Regions from separate parts of the Mus musculus genome. Here all the other regions are linked to region 4. Evidence: chromatin contacts called from public HiChIP or PLAC-seq, Micro-C and promoter capture Hi-C data. All regions are on one chromosome and are shown on one strand. The core of a region is the stretch at or near the end of the contact, and the rest is flanking DNA. Distances in the headings are between cores, read along the strand shown.

The links. Promoter capture Hi-C pulls out the DNA fragments that hold promoters and counts their contacts. A called contact is a pair of places that touch in the nucleus more often than the background predicts. HiChIP or PLAC-seq counts read pairs in DNA pulled down with a chosen protein or histone mark.
Region 1: a FOXA1 HiChIP or PLAC-seq map of pancreatic cancer cells shows a contact between it and region 4. The contact joins the enhancer-like site here to the promoter of Ptprk in region 4. A contact is called at or near these places in 6 of 39 promoter capture datasets (the 3T3-L1 cell line, 3T3-L1-derived adipocytes, hippocampal neurons and 1 more), 9 of 484 Hi-C or Micro-C datasets (MC3T3-E1-derived osteoblasts, cerebellar granule neurons, embryonic stem cells and 4 more) and 4 of 115 datasets of contacts at active chromatin or transcription factors (embryonic stem cells, intestinal crypt epithelium, neural progenitor cells and 1 more).
Region 2: an H3K27ac HiChIP or PLAC-seq map of the NIH/3T3 cell line shows a contact between it and region 4, with 2.1 times the contacts expected there. The contact joins the enhancer-like site here to the promoter of Ptprk in region 4. A contact is called at or near these places in 4 of 39 promoter capture datasets (the 3T3-L1 cell line, 3T3-L1-derived adipocytes, the SN4741 cell line and 1 more), 1 of 15 datasets of contacts at CTCF or cohesin (the NIH/3T3 cell line), 1 of 484 Hi-C or Micro-C datasets (the C2C12 cell line), 3 of 115 datasets of contacts at active chromatin or transcription factors (the NIH/3T3 cell line and embryonic stem cells) and 1 of 9 other capture datasets (embryonic stem cells).
Region 3: a contact with region 4 is called in a promoter capture Hi-C map of liver, with 2.5 times the contacts expected there. The contact joins the enhancer-like site here to the promoter of Ptprk in region 4. A contact is called at or near these places in 6 of 39 promoter capture datasets (the 3T3-L1 cell line, 3T3-L1-derived adipocytes, hippocampal neurons and 1 more), 4 of 484 Hi-C or Micro-C datasets (the AML12 cell line, cerebral cortex, liver and 1 more), 4 of 115 datasets of contacts at active chromatin or transcription factors (cardiomyocytes, embryonic midbrain, neural progenitor cells and 1 more) and 1 of 9 other capture datasets (adipose tissue).
Region 5: a contact with region 4 is called in a Micro-C map of the HL-1 cell line, with 6 times the contacts expected there. The contact joins the enhancer-like site here to the promoter of Ptprk in region 4. A contact is called at or near these places in 6 of 39 promoter capture datasets (the 3T3-L1 cell line, 3T3-L1-derived adipocytes, hippocampal neurons and 1 more), 4 of 484 Hi-C or Micro-C datasets (the HL-1 cell line, adipose-derived mesenchymal stem cells, tail fibroblasts and 1 more) and 2 of 115 datasets of contacts at active chromatin or transcription factors (embryonic midbrain and stem cell-derived neural progenitor cells).

The regions. Positions count from the first base shown.
Region 1 is chr10:28,226,643-28,229,502 of GRCm38.p6, forward strand. The region is part of intron 2 of Ptprk (protein tyrosine phosphatase, receptor type, K); the gene reads left to right. Among named protein-coding and RNA genes, the nearest start is that of Ptprk, 150 kb to the left of the region's middle. Within about 2 kb of position 1,284, at least 19 of the 459 cell types and tissues checked have an H3K27ac peak or open chromatin away from gene starts, as enhancers often do. A contact at or near this core is called in pancreatic cancer cells, where this site is marked.
Region 2 is chr10:27,828,625-27,831,339 of GRCm38.p6, forward strand. No RefSeq gene overlaps it. Among named protein-coding and RNA genes, the nearest start is that of Gm30228, 20 kb to the left of the region's middle. Within about 2 kb of position 1,442, at least 3 of the 459 cell types and tissues checked have an H3K27ac peak or open chromatin away from gene starts, as enhancers often do. A contact at or near this core is called in the C2C12 cell line and the NIH/3T3 cell line, where this site is marked.
Region 3 is chr10:28,260,917-28,263,616 of GRCm38.p6, forward strand. Ptprk (protein tyrosine phosphatase, receptor type, K) reads left to right here. Exons shown (of 32, transcript NM_008983.2): 3 at 2,585-2,700. Among named protein-coding and RNA genes, the nearest start is that of Ptprk, 190 kb to the left of the region's middle. Within about 2 kb of position 1,410, at least 5 of the 459 cell types and tissues checked have an H3K27ac peak or open chromatin away from gene starts, as enhancers often do. A contact at or near this core is called in liver, where this site is marked.
Region 4 is chr10:28,073,422-28,076,121 of GRCm38.p6, forward strand. Ptprk (protein tyrosine phosphatase, receptor type, K) reads left to right here and starts at 1,399. Exons shown (of 32, transcript NM_008983.2): 1 at 1,399-1,756. The coding sequence starts at 1,660.
Region 5 is chr10:28,302,746-28,305,445 of GRCm38.p6, forward strand. The region is part of intron 3 of Ptprk (protein tyrosine phosphatase, receptor type, K); the gene reads left to right. Among named protein-coding and RNA genes, the nearest start is that of Ptprk, 230 kb to the left of the region's middle. Within about 2 kb of position 1,311, at least 15 of the 459 cell types and tissues checked have an H3K27ac peak or open chromatin away from gene starts, as enhancers often do. A contact at or near this core is called in the HL-1 cell line and tail fibroblasts, where this site is marked.

The DNA.
Region 1 (2,860 bases), core at 34-2,533, 150 kb after region 4:
GAAGTTGAGGGTAATATGGGTATTTTGGCTTTACCTAGTGGCAGCGTTATAACCCCTACAGTACAGGTCAGCAGAATTTTACCTACTGTGTCTTTCCAACAAGTATTTACTGAAGCTCTCTAATAGGAGTTAGAGAAGTGAGCAAAACACTCTTCATCTTTGTAGTTTCCTCCTTGAGGAAGGTACAACAAAGAGATCCAGGTCAATTCAGGGTAGGTTCTGTTTGGGATGAGTGTGTACTTCTTTCTATGAAGTATCTTCAAAACCTGGACCATCTTCATTGACATAAATTAAGATTGTGAGAGGTGGAACCCAAGGGAGCCAGATTCAGGTAATGGCCAATTCACATTTGCCTTGTGACATGCATGCTTGCTAAGTCGAACAGCATAAAACTGCCTCCATGTCTCTGTTCACTCTCTTTGGGCGCCTGAACTTACACTGGTTTTTCTCTGTGTCTAAGATGATTCTAGAACCTCCCTCAATATGTGGGATGATTTCTGTAAAGTTTCAGGCTTATGGATGTAGAATTATGAGTCTCGGAGTGAACTGACTCCATTTTATGTCACCTTCTTTGGGCTCTTTATATATTCAGCCACTGGATATTTGTAAGAGAAACTTGTGCTTGTTAGAGGTATGCCAGGCACTTAGCCTGCTTCTTGGCATGCATAGATGCTTAGTGAAGAGAGGAGTTTGTGAATGAACAGAGGTATACTAAAAATAATATTTAAAAAGTATATAAGCTAACTTTACTATACTTCAAATAATAGTTATGGTGAATAATTTAGATCTTTTACCTAGAGTTTAAGAGTGTTAATTACATCATTTGCATTAGTTGTAACAGTCTTGGATAGCTACATTGTTTATGGCAGAGTGAACTATAACTCTGAGAAGCACTCAAGAACTACTCATTTCTGAGCTTAGTTTAGACAATGGACTTATTCCACTACTGACGAATTTTCTGATAGCAAGGGCTTGTCCACTGGATGTATATTATAGAAAGGCTTGCCTGTCTGCCATCCAGAAAACTCTTTCCACATGGCTGACATGAACTTAGACTAAATCTGTCTCCTCAGCCAGTATTTGTAAAATTATCCAGAGCCTAGTGTTAATACTACTCATGGTGATTAGAGACAAGTGGGTAAATATCAGTATTGTGAATTCTTCCTAAGAGTTGTTAAAAATAGCTTAGTCAGGTTGGTTAGGCCGTATATGAATCTTATCAGGTGTTCTATGGTTTTGACTCAACTTAAGTGTTGCATAAGACTATTGGCCTGGAAAACACCCAGTTCTCACCTCGTCCTCACCAGAAGTACCAGTTCTGAAAGTAAACACACATGCCTGATAGTGATAGTATATTAACCAACCAAATCAAGTGTCATCTAAAATACTATAAGCAGCTGAAGCCAGGCGCAACTTCCCTGGTTTGGGACGGTGGGAGCTGTTTGAAGTATTTGTGGTAGGTAAAGGTACCTGGTCACTAGCTAAAGAAAAATCTCAGCTCCACAGTTAATCAGTTAAAGACATTGAAAGACTTTTAACCTTATGAATGTTGATTTATCATTTGAATGGTATTTGCATTTTGCCAACAAATATATCTTTAGTTAAATATTTTCTTAAATTTCCTTTTATACCTACACTAGTGAAACAAAATCCAGGCACAGATGTAATTGTAATCATTTACACTTTAAACCCAGAAATGACTTTACCACTCCTTTGTTTACTTAGTTGTGTGTGTGCTTGTGCCTGTAGGTCAGAGAGCAACTTGTATGCATTTGTTCTCTCCTTTAACACATAGATTTCCTGGGATCCAACTCAGGTCACCAGGTTGGGCACAATATACAATGAGTCATATCCCTAGTCCAGATACGACTAAATGTCTTTGATTGTTGGTAACTGAATATATGTAGAATATTATTAGGAAAAAGATACTTAAAGGTTTTGCTATTGCCTTGCTCTCTTTTTGTTTTTGGATGGGACAAATGGGAGACAGGGTCTCACAAGACATGGGTGTCTCTTACACTTCTAACTCACAGTTATTTTTGCCTGTCTATGCCTCCTATCCTGGGATTAAAGGCATGCGACACCACACACATCTGGTTGTGCCCACTTTGACTGCACTAGATTCCATAGAATGCTTCAAAGACATTAAGAGAGAAATGTGAATAATGCATTAGAATTTCTTTATTGTTTGCTAACTAGAGTTAATGTAGATAGGTGTTAAATATTGAACTGTTTTCAAGTTTACCAGTGATAATACAAACATGGCACTAAAGCTCTAAAATCACTTCCGGACTGGGAAAAGCTGTCGTTACTGATTTGAACATTGCAGCTCACCAACTCCTGTCTCTAAAGCACAGATTTAAATATATCAGAGCATAGAAAAAAGATACATAATATTAAAATATTTGTAAGTCTGATTCACCCCAGTGTCAAAGCTAATATGCAGAAAAGAAGCTAAGATGATCCATGAGCTACGTGGATGACCAGGCTGCACTTACATATATGCAGAGAGCAAATGGAATAATAAATAATTGTTTATAGGCTTTAAAAGGGAATATCTCAGTGTTGACACTTGCGTGAAATTTGCTTAGTTTTGGGAGAAGAAATCAATAAGTGCTATTAACTTATAGATAAAACTCAGTGTTACTGAGTTTCTTTGCAAATACTAGTAATAACTTAACCCAGATGTGGGTTGCATTCATGACAGTACATTGAAACTTTGGATTCTACCAGAAAATCAATAATGTTTTTAATTATATGTTCTTATATGTTAAAAAGCCCAAACATTGATAAATGTCTGTAATTGTCTGTAACAGAGATAAGATCAAATGTAGATAATTTGCTCCTTCTAATAGGACAA
Region 2 (2,715 bases), core at 192-2,691, 240 kb before region 4:
ACAAGAAAAAAATGAACATATTCAGTAGAGTACTATCTTTGAGGTTCATTTTTAATACATTTTTATCATTTTTTAGTTATGTGTATGTATGTATGGTGAGTGAGTGACGTGTGTGTGTGTGTGTGTGTGTGTGTGTGTGTGTGTGTGTGTGTGTGTGTGCTCCATGGCTGAAGTTATAAGCAGTTGTTAACTACCTCATATGGCTGCAGTGAACCAAGCTCTGATCCTCTGCAAAAGCAGTATATGTTATAATCACTAGGCCATCTCTCCTGCCCTGTTCTAAATTTTAAATACTATTTTTTAAATGCTCTTTCCAGTCACTTGTTGTACTCTTTCTTAAGATGATGGTTTTTATTACCAATAACTTCTCTGTCAGTGTCAGGGTCTTGCAAGGCAATATCCATCCCCCTCCCCTCTCTTCACATGCCTATTTTCATTTCTGCATGGACATTATACAGTGATCGAGACAATTTACCAATTAGATCCATTTTCTTGATTGCTTTGGTTTGGGTACAGGACATGGAAAGACTTCATTCCTTATCCACTGTTATTCCTAATTTAAAAGCACATAATTAATCTCAGGTCACTGGATTATTGACCTGAGGTTATATTCTCTAAAGTCATATTTGATAATTCACTCTTTCTTCTAAATCTAAGGTAGAGGGTGACAGACTTCACGATAAGTGTATTAGTCACTACATACATGTGAGATACTCAGGAAAGTCTCTACCCTAACTTGCATCTGACATCATAATAAGCTGATCAGAATGTCAGTCTATCCCAGTAATATTAGTTACTCCTCCTAATACAAACATACAGATTTTATATATTTATTATATTGTTTAATGAATCAAATATATTTCTTAGCAGACTAGTTTTGTAGATTAATCATGGTTTGAATTATATTTTCTTGACATGATCCAAGTAAACTAAATGCGATGATATTTAAAGTATGAACAGTAGATAATTGTATGCATATATATTCATATAAATATTTATATCACAAAGAAGAATCATAATCAGAAAAAATATGGGCACTCTTCAAGTAAGTTCTAAAAGTAACCCAGCTTAGACACCATCAAACATCCCATCTCCTAATCCATGCCAAATGTACTTTGTCTGAAATGTTTGACATGTATATGAGAACTTAAATGTTTCTTGGTTTTGGAGCACTGGCATATTCATAACAAGATATTATAGGAATGGAACTCAAGTGAAAATACAAAGCTGATTCATGACACATACATTCACTACTACAGTTTGCATATGAAATGTTTCCCAAGATCTATGTGGTGGAAGATTATCACTAAGAATCATCCTATTGGGAGTTTATAAAACCTTTAACACTTGAGGAGAGATCTTTGGCTTTCAGGACATGCTGTGGAAGAAATAGTTGAGTGACTAATGTGATGACTAAGGGGTAAAGGCCTTTTCCACCAAGCCTGGGTAAATCCTCAGGACCCACATAATAGAAGGGGAGAATTTACTACTATAAGTGGTCCCCCTACCATATGTTCTTCTATCTGGGCTGCCTTGTCTGTCCTCAGTGAGAGATGAAGCACCTAGCCTTGTAGAGACTTGATGTGCCAGAGTGGGGGGATACTCATGAGGCCCCACCCACTAAGAGAAAGGGAATGGGGAAGGATTGTGGAAGGGGTGACTGGGAGGAGGCAGTGAACAGTGTTTTAAAGTGAATAATTTAAACAGTCACCCCCTCAACCTTCACAGGAACACATGACACAGATGCAATTAATTAATTAATTAGAAATATCTCAATCACAACTTCCTCCTTTCTTTCTCTCTATTTAGTTCCTGACCATAAGGTACGTGGTTTTGCAACGATACTTGCTTATGCTGTGACATACCAACATGGACCAAAAGAAGTGGGTCCATAAATCTGAAATTTCTGAAGCTGCATGCCACAGTAAAACTTGTATGGTTTTAACTTGCCTGTCAAAGGTTTGTATTATTGTGACTGAAAGATAGGTAATATATTGCTCATTCACATAGCCTAACAGTAATTTTGAACAATGCCGCTATTAGTTTTGTACATAAAATGATGTTTTATGGTTTCAAAACTTTTCACGTATAGAATCAGGTCAACAGTCACAAACCTTCGGGAGCTGGACCATTTCAGACTGAGCATAATTTGACAATGGATATTCAACTGTACATACAGCACCCTTGCAGTAAGAATTACTAACTAGTCTGTTTAGACTACAGACACATGTTGTGTTGCTTTGTAAAGAGCTGCAATACTGATATTTATAATGTTCATGAAGACAGTGATGAGGGTATCTACAGAATTGAGTTGAATATATATCAACATTGTTTAAAGATGTTACATTTATATGCAAAATTTTCATACCTTTGATTACAGTTCTTCCCTTGAAAGTTACCTTGAATTTGCTCAAAACTTCAACTTGATAGAAGACACAAATGATCAATTAAGGAGAAATGGAACAATCAGAAGACAAGTTAATTCAGCTAAATTTTCCTTATTGATTCATGCACTAATAAATGTAAATAACAAGTCTCTTTTCTATCCAGTGAATTTTTGAAGGTTGCTTTTTAGCATCATCCTTAAGGGCAAGATTTTGTTTAGCAGAAGGCACCATGCAAGCTTCCAAAATAAGAGGAGCAGCCAATAGTCCTTCCTAGCTATGATGCTTATGAACCACATCAATGACCAGCATTGCATGAAAACCGGAAGGT
Region 3 (2,700 bases), core at 160-2,659, 190 kb after region 4:
GGAGGGCTCTGTGTAAATAAGACTATTTATCCCAACCATTCCATAGAAGTGAATTATCAGCACTAATTTTTCTTATTATTTAACCTGTGTTGAGTGGCAGTAAAATGCTGAAATAGTTAGGATAAGCTTTTATTTCATGATTTTCATCTTTCTAATGATCAAATTGGTAAGAACTAATGATGACTAGCGCTTGTTCATTCCATTTCTTTAATAAGAAAATGGTTGTAGCTTAAAATGCAAATGGCTGAAAATTGCTAAATGGTCTTAATGGTAAATATAATGCATTTTTAAAATGTGACACAAAGCATATTTTACTCCAAACGTTATTTTATGATAGTAGAAAATTACTATTAGGAAGCTAATAAGTCTTTTGAGCTCTACACTTTAAAATTGGTAGTCAGAAGCTAAACTTATGGAAATAAATATGCCATTTACTTATAAAATTATTCATCATTGGGTAAACAGGACACAGAAACAGGCCAGTAATGATGCTTATAGCTTTTTTAGGGTCTCAGGCCTGGTCATGGTCATCACAGAAATTAGTCTAATTCAAATTGGCACACTGTAGAAACATTTTGACAGCTTAGTTATTGATGTTAAAAATGTGAGAATAGCCATGAATAAAATCATTCTTTTTTTCTTTTTTCTTTTTTTTTTTCTTTTTTTTTTTTTTTTCCAAATTAGGTTAAGAGCCGGGAAATCTTGTTTTGTTTTGTTTTGTTTTTGTTTTGTTTTGTTTTCATTTTGGAAGTTGTTTACCAAAAATACACCGATGATCTTTTTATCCTATTAATGTACTGTCTGTGAGAATCAAGCTAAAATGTAATCCCAGCACTTGAGAAACGAAGACTGGGAGACACAAGTAAACAATAACAGGAATTACTATTAATATCGTATGTGTATTCTGTACTTGACTGTACTGAAGTACTAGAAAAAAATTGTCATAAAACTTTGGGATCAAAAGGTCCCTTCTAATGGCAACTGTCCAGATTGAAAATTTGATTTCTTATGTAGCTGAAGCCTTCCTCTCTGAAGTATTTTTGTGTTCTGTCTGTTTGAGCTCCAGGTTGTCAATTAACTGAGATACATAGACACAGTCACTGAGGTTTTTGGATATCGTGGTACAATTTATTATGTTTCAGAATAGAATATAGAAGAGTAGTTTTGCATTTCAGGAAGAGAGGGCCAAGTGCAGTGTAAGAAACCTTATATAAAAAAAATAGCTCTCTAATATGACTCCTAATGTCATGCTGTTTGACAAAATGATATCATTACATTTTTTTGGAGGTTCACATATTTATTCAAATCTTCTTTGCATGAGAATAATAGGGAGAATAACAGCATGTCTTTCTGGAGAGCTGCTTGCAATAGTATAGTAGACCAGTGCCAGCCTCAGTGAATAGTCACTGTATGAACTTTGCCCTTAGCAAAACCAAAAAAAGTGTTGGCGTTCTGAAAGTAGGATTCTGACTGTGTCATTTACCTCACAAGATCCAGAATGAGTTAATGGTTACTCAGTCAATGTGACCTCGTGCTTGCTTATGTCCTGCTTTAGAGGAGCATGGTGGTCAGTGTTAACTGCGGGGGTCAGAAGTAATCTTACCAAGATGACAGTTTTGAGTCAACAGTGCACCAGCTATGTACTAGAGTCAAATTAAGAATAGTTGGACATTAGGGGGTTGGCAAGATGTCTCAGTAGGTAAAGGATTGATACCAAATGTGGGATCGGAGTTTGATTCTTAGGTCTCACGTACTGAAAGAAGACTACCAATTCCCTCAAGTGTCTGCTGACTTCAATCATGTGCCCTGGCATGCATGTGTCGACTTGTGCTCTCTCTCTCTCTCTCTCTCTCTCTCTCTCTCTCTCTCTCTCTCTCTCTCTCTTTCTCTCTCTCATGTATATCACATGTATAAAATTAAAATATTTAAAAATATAGAATGAAAGGAAAATTGAATAGTAGCTCTCATAACCACTTTACAAAGTATTCTTACTCCATAACTTGATGTTCTCAGGACTTAGTGAATGGCAAAAGTGCATATGCCTTAAATAAACAAAAATATTAGTATTTGAAGTTGGAAGTTATTCCACTTCCTGCAGTCTTCCATTTCTCTGCTTTAACATTTGTGTTAACAGAGAAAACAAAAGAAGAAAGTACTTTCTGTGCATATCAAACCAATACATTTACTTGTTTCATTTTTCAAAAGCTTACTATTTTGTAGGACTAGGGAAATTTTAGAGAGAGTGTTGAACCTGAATCCGACTCCTGCTTGTCTACCATCTGACCCTAAGTTAGCAGTTATGTCCCATATTTCTATATTGTAAATCAGGGTTAATATCAAGTTGTAGAGATGAATAAACTGTTTTTGTCTAGTTTATGAAATGTTAGTAAGAAATGGATCTACGTGATGTCTTGACTGATATTTTTCTATGGCCCTGCCCCAGAAGACATTTTAAAATTTAATGTTTTCATAGAGTAATATCCTATAATACTCTATGAAATTTTATAGTTGTAATATTTTACAGTTGTTTGATACCCCTGGCTTATCAATGTTCTTAGCTCTGTTATTTGTAATGTCATTTCAGGTTCCTATATGGTTGTGGACTCCTCAAATCATGATCCTGGAGAAAAAGCCAGACTTCAGCTGCCTACCATGAAGGAGAATGACACCCACTGCATTGATTTCAGTTACCTGTTATAT
Region 4 (2,700 bases), core at 149-2,648:
TCTTTAGTGTACGAAATAAGGACCCTTGGTAGAGTGTGCTTAAAGTTATAGGTTAATGAGCTAAGGAACATTGACATTGTACCCAGAGGGAGATGACTGAACTATGCTGAACTGAATTGACAAGTGTTGGGCTTGTTACAGGTACTAATGAGCAGTCATCAAGGCTGTAGCGTAACGGACTTTCTATCCTCAGCAAATAAAAAAGAAACCCATTTTCTCCCTTCTTCATCAATATGTATAATATATGTGCATAGATGTGTGTGTGTGTAGTATACAGTCACTTGCATCTATTCCAAACCTAGTCATAACAGCATGTATTAATTACAGAAATATGTGGCTCGGTTAATGATGAGAATGCTGTATTAAATTGAATTTCACTTCATTTTGATTTTAAAAGGCTAAAGACATTTTGAGTGACTGACAGGTGCCAATCAAGGCTATTATTAGCAGTTGCATATATAGCATCAAAATTCAAAAAAAAAGTTAGGCTTATTCAGTTTTGGTCATACTTACATGTGTCATAATTTGCAGACATGAGTAAAAGTAAGCAACTATACAGCGTTGCTACAGAAGCAAGTGAAGGTGGCATTTGGAGAAATCACACCAAGCTGCTAAGGTAGCAAAACTGACTTCCTGCCTGTAACACAGCACACAGCATTGGGTTCCTTCGGAGCAACCATGCTGTGCTCATTGTTGGGATAAACTCCTTTTATTAAATACTTATTTCTTATATAGCTACAAGACAGTAAAAATCAAAACAAAACCAAGTCTTGCTCTACTCCACCAGGCTATGCGAAGGCTGAGCGGCTGGGAGCTTCCCAATGACAAATAAACCAGAAACGAGGCACGCCAGCTGTTCACACTGGAAACTTACCCAACATTTTATTTTGGTCCAAGTTTTATTTATTTCGTGAACAAACGAGAGTAAGTTTTCAATGGGGTAGGGAGCCTTATTCCTTATCCTATCAATAAGGAAGAGTGAAATTTCAGTGCAGGTCGGCGTTTTAAAGGTCACATCTACGCTCCCTTTTCTTCCTACCACCAGCCGCTCTGGTGGGACCGCCACCTTGGGGACAGAACCCCAGGACACCTCTCCTCGGGCGCCTCCTCCGTCGTCCGCCCACAGTTCTGCCTCTCAGAGTTGAATCTCAGGGATCCGGCAGGGAGCTGCGCCAGGTCCCCCTTTCCCGCTCGCCGCCAGAGAGCCGCGCGGCCACCGAGCCCAGGTGGCGAACAAAGGCGGCGCGGGGCGCAGGGCGCGGGGCGCGCGGCCCGGCTGGCGCGCGTCTCCCTAGCAGGAGGCGGCAGTGGCGGCGGCGCGCACCGGAGCCCGCATTCCTCCGAAGCTGCCGGAGCCCGCGGGGCGACGTCACCCCAGGCTCCGCCCCCGTCCCTCCCAGAGCAAACTAACTCTGGACTACCCTGAGCAGCCTCTGCCTAGCATGGAGAGCGGCGGCCGCGGCTGGCGGGCGACGCTGGAGACGCTTTCGCCCGCGAGGTAGTTGGCCGACGTTGCGCAAGGACGAAAGTGCTGGCGGGTGGCCGCGGCGTCTCCGCGAGCCCCCCGACGAGGCCGGGCGGGCTGCTGGCTGGCGGATTTCACCGCGATTCCCCCGGAGGCTCTTTGCAAAGCTGCTTGAAACTTCTCCCAAACTCGCCATGGATGTGGCGGCCGCTGCGTTGCCTGCTTTTGTAGCTCTCTGGCTTCTGTACCCGTGGCCTCTCCTGGGGTCGGCCCTTGGCCAGTTCTCAGCAGGTGAGAGGTTGGGGGTGGTCTGTGTCTGTCCACAGTCTTGGACTCAGGCAGGAAGGACTGACTGATTGCTGGTGCTGGGTTCGGGGATCCAGGGGGCGTCCGCTTAAGGTGGCGGGGGTGGTGGTGGTGCAGGTTGGAGCTAGGTCTGTCCTGGGAGTTTGTGTCAGGCGGGACGCAGGGCCAAGAGCTGTGCGCCCCCGTGCGCAGGTAACTTTTACGTTCTCGACCCATTGTTTCTGAGGCTAGTCCGGCGCGCAGACAGCCCAGGGTGTGCTGGATGGAGTGTGTGGCGACCTTGCTTTTCCTGGGTGTTCTTTTTGCCTGGGAGTCGGGAGCAGTCCACAGCATTAGTTAGGGAAGTGAGGAAGAAAAAGTACTTAGGGCTCCCGGGACCACGATTTTATGGCTCGCTGAGCTGGCTAGTGGCTCTCTGTCGCCAGACTGTTCAAAATTTCCCCGGGAAGTCTTTGTGAGAATTGTGGAGACACATAGGGACCGATCTCGGTGTGTTCTGCCAGGTGCTTTTTGTCCCGGGTATAACCGCCTCTGACTATTGTCCAGCTACTTCCCGGTGCCTCCTGGAGGCTCCTTCCTCCTCTGCTGAGGGTTCAGAGTTGCTCCTGGATAGATTACAGAGCACACAGCGTGGAGCACGTTGTATGTATACATTGGCAGAGTCCGTACGACGTTTGTAAATGTAGCTCTAAGGGTAGATTCAGAGCTGTCCTGGGCAGCGAGTTCTGGGCTCCCATTCCCGGAAGGCTTACCCTATTTATGGGGCGAAGCCACCACAAAGCTCAAATCTGGCTCCACACCACCCTGAGTCCGCCTGGGTGACCTGGGCTGGGAACGTTCGCTGTTCTCCTGGACAACCCAGGAGTGAGACGTGATGCGATATTCCAGGCTATCCCTTTGAGTTCTAAGTAAAACCGCTCAGATAAGTC
Region 5 (2,700 bases), core at 61-2,560, 230 kb after region 4:
TTGCTAAAAGTTTAGATTTGTCAAAACATATAGATCTGGATTAAAACATCAGCTTGAATCTTTTTCAGGCAGCGGTCTTGAAGTTATAGGTGAGTGATAGAAGTAATGGTCGGGCAAGGTCATTTGAAATTGCGCCAGACTTTCTCCCCTCACATTTCCCCATTTTCTTCCCAAATAAAACCAGATCTGTAGGGACAAGATAAGTCTGTGTCCTGGTGGTATCGTGTCATTTTATCAGAGTCCATTGGGAACTGCGTGCTGCATTTATTGCTACAAAGCTTAGAGTCTGTGCATGGATGTCTAATACAGAGAGTTAAATGTTTATTGTAAAAATACTTGATATTTTTGGGCAGGGGTTAACCTATCCTTTCAGCCATTACTAGTCTTTTCTAGGATGGAGTCATAAACAATGTATAAAAGAATATACAACTTGAGAAAATGAATTTGCTTCTTTACAACTTCTGTTTTGTGATGAGAGACAATATTTTTACTATTTTAAAACATTTTGTTAAATTCATGTAGTAGGTTTAAATTTATATTTATATTACTTATAGATAACAGAAAACTCTATTTTGTACAAAAAGAGTACTGTTATTGGTTGACAGTGTGTGTGTGTATTTGTAACTAAAACCTATTGTCACATATTAATATGCTTTAGGTATTAATCACTAAATAATCAAATTTTATATATATATATGTATATGTATATGTATATGTATATGTATATGTATATATATACATATATATATACACACATTATCTCACTGAAATAAGTGCTACACATGGTTTATAATTATATTGCCACCATTTTAAAGGCTTGAGCAACTATTTTCTTTCAGTCCCCACAAAATAAAGACAGTATATCACATGCCCACAGAATAAGATACAAGATTTTGAAATCTTAACTCATTATTATTAGTATTTCATTAAGTATATTTTTTTAATGAAATTTGAATACTGAACAGACCTGAGGAAGAATTTTGCCCAGTTTTCTCATCATATGAGCTCAAAGGATTGGAGTCCTGCAGGAATATTCCACAGGGTGATGTTGTATACTTCATTATTCTTGTATTAGGGGTCAGAGCCCCATCCTTGGCAGGAGTCCATGTGCCTTTGTATTTCACCATGTCCCTTATGGCAATATGTACTATAATTTTAGAACTCTCAAGTGACTATTAGACCTTCTGACATTGGGGCCATCTTTATCTCCTGATTAACTTGATATAGAGTTGAACATTCTGTATGTCATTGGCTGTGACTTAGTTAGTGAAGCTTTGGAACTTCCTCTCCAGAAAGGAGCCTGACTGTCTTCCTGATGAGTCAGAATGATGAGTCTGCTGTAATGGGTAAAATGGAGCAGTTTCATGCCAGGTATTACTAGTAAAACACAGAGTTTCATGTACATGGTTAGCATGTATATTAGCATGCCTCAGTGATCTATGGTGACAGGAACATACTAGGCCCATAGTGTACTAAATTAGAGTGTTCAAGGTGGTTGTATATCAGCAATGTGAGGCTGTGTTTATTTTTATTGTCTTTGGGGCTTAAAACAAAAACCAAAACCTTTCTTTTTTTTCTTGATAACCTAAACTGACACAGAAAAATATATTCGTTTCCATCAAGCCAAAACATTTCAGCCCATCTCTCTACACATTAAATACATTGACATGTCTCTGTTAACTTATAGGAGGGTACTTTTGAACGACCTGTTTAGACAGATTAAAGATATTTTTATGACTCTTTATGTGGCAATCATTGGAACAAACTGACATTTTTATTTCTGTGGGAATACCAGTTGATTGTTTCTGTAGGCCATCTGCCTGGGGGACTGTGGCATTCTTTTACCTTTATTCAGGAGAATTGTAAATACCAGGAAATACTTTAAATGGACAATTTTAAAATGCTCACACAAATGTTTTCCATCTGAGTATCATGAGTCACGGCATTAATTATGCCAGGAGGACCTCAAGGAAACTGTCTGCGCTGCCTAGAAGGCTCTATGGAAGCCTGGGTTAAATACCATGATCATGACACTTAATAAAGCAACACAAAAAGCAAGCACACAGTGTGTTTCATATTGAGTTTTCTAAATAATCTTTTATTTTTAGACCCAGAGTAAATTTAGTAAAACTCTAGATAATGGGTTTCATTTTTTTGGCATTTTTGAAATTGAAAATATATTAATGAGATGGAAACTAGAAATGTAGCTTATCAAGGACAACCTTTCAACAGATGACATCAAGCCTTCTGTGGTGTCAGAATGCGATTCCCCTAAAAACTAATAATAGAAGCAAAATAGTTCTTTTGTGTTGTAATTTGTAAGAATCATGTTTATATGGGGGGAAGGGAGCATCAAAATTTCAACTTGCTATACCAGCAGCCAGTTTTGTAAGTGTAAAATTTGTATAATCTAACCTTAGTCTCTGGATGTTGTTAATCTATTATTTCTGCAATTTTCCCTCATACTCTTACCAATTTCCACCGAATATATTTTATCTGAGTAGTGACATAAAAGTAACATGCTGCTACTTTTGAATCAAGACTAGTGTTCCCCCCCTGTCCCCGAACATCTGAGAAGGCTGTGTGTGTACTTAAAGGAGACAGTGCTGGACATCCCCCATCTAAAATAGGACTGTTAGCTATGGCACTTAGACAACATGCATTTTTGTAAGATTCAGTTGTCAAGTGGCTGCAGGGAAC